2 separate regions of the Pan troglodytes genome follow, and region 1 is linked to region 2. A link is a contact called in public HiChIP or PLAC-seq data. All regions are on one chromosome and are shown on one strand. The core of a region is the stretch at or near the end of the contact, and the rest is flanking DNA. Distances in the headings are between cores, read along the strand shown.

Region 1 (2,700 bases), core at 91-2,590, 390 kb before region 2:
GAGAGGTGAGGGCAGAGAGAGAAGGTGGAGCAGAAGAGAGGCGAGGATTGGGTGGTGGGCGAGCAGAGCCTCGGGGCTGCCTCACTCGCACCGGTCCTCCCCTTAAAACTGGTCTCGCTCTCCCCTGCTCGCTCTTCTCCGCTCTGAGGCGGTGACGCAAGCTGGCTGGGCAGTTAGCTCTCCTCCCTCTCCCCGCGCTCCCCGCTCTGGTTCCTCCTCCCCTTTCCTCCCCTCCCGGTCCTCCCCTCCTCCTTTCAATCTCTCCCTCCCTCCCTCCTTTTCCCCTCTCGTTATTAAGGAGAACAGCAGCTGGCCCGACCCAACTTCAAACGCGGTCCCCCGCCACCCCCCACCCCTCTCCCTCCATCCAGCCCTGCATGCCAGGGGCCCCGGACAGGGCAACCCACAAAAAACTACCGATTCCTATTTCTGCCCTCTAATTTCACTCATTCTGTAGGTGTAGCACGCCAAAATACGACCCTCCAACTTTGGCTTCTTCAAAACGGATCCTAATCCTCCTGCCCTTGTATTTAAGATCCAGGAATGTAGGGTAGATTATTTGAAGATGGGGTGACCTCGGACAATTTAGAAATAGGTCCCTTAAGTGAAAAATAAGGGAGGGGGTGATTTTAGAAAATAGCAACCTCGCATACCCAGAGATAAAGGTCATGTCCCTGAAGTCTGTGTTCCTGATAACTTCGAAGCTGTTTCAAAAGCCCCGATTAAAGGGACCAGAACAACGTCCCTTCTGCCCCCCCTGCAGAGTGTGTGCAGAGGAAGAAGAGGGAGGGAGAGGTGGGTATTAGGAAGGAAGGGGGGTGCTTCTCTGGAGGGATAGAATGTGATCCTCGAGCAGAAACCATCGTGTTTCTGGGGGCTCTTCGGGCGCCGTGGGGCGACGCGGTGCAGCGTCTAGGGCCGCCGCAGGCCGAGGGCAGGGCTCCCAGCGGTTCCCCCGCGGCCAGCGGCCACGCAGGAAAAACCCGCTTCCTCGCCCCTGCATCTGCTGACAAGCCGCCCGAGGTGTCTGCGCTGAGCGTGGCCACACCGATGCAGCTTTCTAGGAAATGGCCCGGGAGGGGGAGGGGGCGAGTGAGGGATTAGGTCCGGCTCCCCCTCGCTCCCCCTGCGCAAACACCACCACCCCTTCCTTTCCCCGGAGGCATGAGGCCTCCACGCTCGGTCCTTCGCCCGCATCCTCGCCGACCCCTCCGGTTTCGCGCCTCACTCGCCAGGCTTTCTCCCTGGGAGCCGACTGCGGTGAAGTCGCCGCCAGCACGGTCGGCCCTGACACGTGCTCTAACGCATCCTTGAGTCAAGGCTGTCTTTACAGGAGATATGATCTGGTGGCGTTTCTTCACCTCCTTCCTCCTGTCACCCCCCACCCCCACCGTGCCCTTTGGTGTATTTCACTCCAGGAGGAAGGGGAGAGACCAGCGCCCTGATGTGCTGGCCAAGCTGGCACGTGCAGCGGGCATGGCGTGGCTCGAGCTCTCTGGGCACACCGAGGCCGACTGAGTACCTCCCTCACCGAGAGAGGGGGCCCGGGCAGGGGCGCGGAGAGCCAGCAAGGCGGGGTGGGGCGCGGGCTGGGTGAGCCGTACACTAGGTTCCCTGCAAGGCGGAGGAGGGGAGCGAATAAACTAGAGGTGCAAGCGATTAACTCAGGCCCCGGAGCCAGCCTCTTTAAACGAGGGTGGGGCGGAAGGGGTGGTGGGGGGGAAAGGAGGGGATATCGCTTTAAAAGGGTGAGTAAGAGTTTGGGGCGCCGTCTCCCCTCCCTCTATTTGCATAGCCAATAGCTCTGGGGCTCCTGCTACTGCGCGCTGATTGTTACCGGGCAGATTACTTTTTTTTTTTTTTTTTTTTTTTTTTTTTTTTTAGTAGGACGCGTTCCCCACTACATCAAAAGGAAGCCAAGGGAGGGCGGAGGGAGAGCGGGCGCTGGGGCGGGCGAAACCTGGGGAGAGGCCCGGCCGCCTCCGACCTTATCAATAGCAGCGGGAATGAGTATCCCATCTCCTATATGTAAAGAAAGGGGAGGGAAGGGGCGGGCGAGGAAAATGTCTAATTGCTGTGGAAGCCATTAGCTTTCAGGAAGAAAAAAAGCTCGCTGAAAAACCCAAGTTGCAAACTCAAAATGAAACAGTCCAGCGCCGCGGATGACACCCGGGCCGAATACCGTGTACACCCGCACACAGTCGGCCCCGAACAATCACCTATTGGTTTTAGTCACGTTGGGCTTCCCGACTTAAGCTTTTGAGTCACCCCGGATAAGTACATTCACTTACATTTTAAGACCCCCATAAGGGAATTACTCCAATTTCACCTAAGCCACATTTGAGCGGATCAAAGAAAGTTGCAGCGGGGAGAGGCGAGAGAAGGAGGGAGCGCGGGAGGTATTTTTAAAGTATAAATCTAACCCGACAGGCAAGGACAGAGGCCGCCGGGACTCCCAGCCTCTGGACATCACTTGATACAGCTCTGCGAGCAAGGTCTCTTCCACCCCGACTCCGCACACCCCCCCTTCTCCGGGGAAAGGCATCCAGAGCTCTGGGTCTCCCGAAGTGGGGGCAGCGGGGGCGAGGAAGAAGCGGGTGGTCGTCCCGGGGCCCAGCCCACCCCGAGGAGAATGCCTGGGTGGCGAGTCCTCGCGTCTCGGGAGTGAGCCGAGGGCCCTCTCGCCCCTTCCCTCTCCCC
Region 2 (2,700 bases), core at 177-2,676:
TAAGCAGATAATTAATAGAGGAGAATGTTCAGAAACAGATATATATGTGTATGTATACCTATGTATATGTATATGCAAATTTAGGTTGTAATTAACAGTGGCACTTCAAAGTAGTGAGGAAAGAATATTCACTAAATGACATGGGGGCAACTGGTCAACCATTTGGCAAAAACAATCTCTTATTAAACTATTTTATTTCCAAGAATTAATTCCAAGAAGTAAATGGACAAATGTGAAGAAATGCCTGTTGAAGGATTTTTTTGGGATAGTGAAAAATAGAAAACCACTCAAATGTCTATTCAGTAGATTATTTCAAATGTGTGTGTCTATTTGTGTGTACGTAGTATACACATAAGTTATGGAATGCCATGAGTCTACTTTAAAATATGGCCGGGTGCAAGATGGCTCACACCTGTAATCCCAGCACTTTGGGAGGCCAAGGCAGGTGGATCACCTGGGGTCAGGAGTTCGAGACTGGCGTGGCCAACACGGCGAAAACCTGTCTCTACTAAAAATACAAAAATTAGCTGGACGTGGTGGCGCACATCTGTAATCCCAGCTACTCAGGAGCCTGAGGCACGGGAATCGCTTGAACTCGGGAGGCGGAGGTTGCAGTGAGCCAAAATGGCGCCACTGCACTCCAGCCTGGGCGACAGAGTGAGGTTCTGCCTAAATAAATAAATAAAATGATGAAACAGATTTAAACTTAATGGAATGGAAGGATAGCCACATAATCTTTAAAGTGAAAAAAAAAATCAGGTTCTAAATCTATAGGTATTCTTTGATTACATTTTTTTCAATGTGTAGAGGCATAGAAAAGTCCAGAAGGATCTATAATGAGCTGTTTAATTTTCATTTCCTATGGGGTAGATCCTTTGTTGCATGGAAGATTATTTCACTCTGTCAGCTCTCTTTACATCAGTAGGAATACATCCTCATGGTTTTAAACATCTTGAGGGAGCTTTCCTGACACTCTACTCTAGGTAAATATGCTCGCATAGCACTCTCTATTCACCATATTACCTATAAATCATATTGCACTTTTTAACTTTTCTAAACTACTTTTTGCTTTCTTTTCTAGATTATAAAATCTTGAGGGCAGGGATAGTATGTAAAGGTTCCCTTGTGAGCAAATAACCGTCACTTATTGAACTCTGTGTGCCAAATACTGTGCTAAATGCTTTCAATAATCTCACTCTTAGGGAGATATTACTACCATCTCCATTTTGAGGATGAAGATATTGAAAGATTATGAAGTTTCTCCCAAATGCCATTGCCAGGCCTGTGTGACTCTTGGCCGTTACACGGTGATCAATAAAAATTTGTTTCATAGGAAAGAAATACAGCCAGCCGTGGCTTTAAGATCACTGGGTGATACAGTTGGACCAGAAACCCTTTAAACTCCTTCGTCAGACACAGACTCGCAAGCCCCGCCCAGGACGACCGCCCGCGCGCGTACGGATAAGCGTGCAGGGGCGGGGCGAGCTTGTGGGAGTGGGGCGGAGACAGATCTGACTGGCCAACGTCGGGCGGAAGTCGGGAGGTTGGGTGGTCTGTAAACGCTGGCTTGTGACAGGGAGGGGGAGAAGGAAGGCCTTCGTAAAGGTTGCATCTCCGTCCCTTCGCTCCCGGGGACCCGCGGGAAAAAAAAAATCCAACACCCAGGCCCCGCGGCTAGCCCCTTCCCACAGGCTCTCTCCGCTCGATTTTGTCACCGTTATGTGGGAAGCGAATCCAGTGAGTAGCCGGGCGGGACGGGGCGGGCCCAGGGGGCGGGGTTGATGAGAGAGGGGCGGGAGGGGGTCACCGGAACTGCTTCCCCGCGCTCGCTTCAGTCTGGGTGTTGAGTTCCGGGACCGGAGTTCCTGGGCCTTTTGGCTTCTGCAGTCTGTACCTTTTTAAGCAGTGGAAGTGCCTGGGTGGATTCTCCAATGCTTTGTTGTTTTCTTGTTACAATTATTTATTTTACTTCCCGTGATGTTTCAGCCTCATCCCTTCACCATTTGTTGTTGTTGTTGTTGTTTTTGAGACGGAGTCTCGCACTGTTGTCCAGGCTGGAGTGCAGTGGCGTGATCTCGGCCCACCGCAACCTCCGTCTCCCGGGTTAAAGCGATTGTCGTGCCTCAGCCTCCCGACTGCCTTCACTGTTTTTTGAAACTTTGTGTTTTGCTTTCTAATTGGAGTAACTGGCCTTGGAACCTGTAGTCAGTCATTTGCCTCAGGTTTACCTGCCAGTCCCACCAGTCTAAAGCAAGGGAATTGGGACCCCCTTGTCTTGAATGGGCCTAAGAGGAGCCATCAGTTCTCCTTTTCCCTTCTTGGTGGACAGTCGTTTAAAACTTGGAGTATGGACTGTATGTTCTTAGATGTTTTCGTTCGGTGGACAAAGTGATCTGGAGCATTTCAACTGCAAGTCTGCCTTCTTCCTTGGCTGACTCTGGTATTTTCATTATGACTTCATGTGTCTTTGTCTACTTTGCTTTTATACATTTATTTATTTAAAGTGCAACGCAGGGGCAGAAAAGTTTAGTACCTTTCCTCACCACCCATTGTAAGGATCACAGCCACCACTCCTTAAAACAGAAGATAGGTTAACAAGGTAAAAGCAGAGCAAATCTAATCAAAGTTTTACACCACCAGGCACTTCAGAGACCAGGGAGATCTCTGTTTTTAGGCGTAGGACCCATGAAGAATAGACAA

What was found. HiChIP or PLAC-seq counts read pairs in DNA pulled down with a chosen protein or histone mark.
Region 1: a contact with region 2 is called in an H3K4me3 HiChIP or PLAC-seq map of stem cell-derived excitatory neurons, with 8 times the contacts expected there. The contact joins the promoter of CCND2 here to the promoter of PARP11 in region 2. A contact is called at or near these places in 4 of 7 Hi-C or Micro-C datasets (blood, induced pluripotent stem cells and stem cell-derived neural progenitor cells), 1 of 1 datasets of contacts at active chromatin or transcription factors (stem cell-derived excitatory neurons) and 1 of 1 other capture datasets (stem cell-derived neural stem cells).

Annotation. Positions count from the first base shown.
Region 1 is chr10:11,438,999-11,441,698 of NHGRI_mPanTro3-v2.0_pri, reverse strand. It overlaps CCND2 (cyclin D2), which reads right to left and starts at 1,340. Exons shown (of 5, transcript XM_001156857.7): 1 at 1-1,340.
Region 2 is chr10:11,046,446-11,049,145 of NHGRI_mPanTro3-v2.0_pri, reverse strand. PARP11 (poly(ADP-ribose) polymerase family member 11) reads left to right here and starts at 1,426. Exons shown (of 9, transcript XM_016922812.4): 1 at 1,426-1,737. All of the region lies in intron 1 of LOC134807542 (a long non-coding RNA gene), which reads right to left.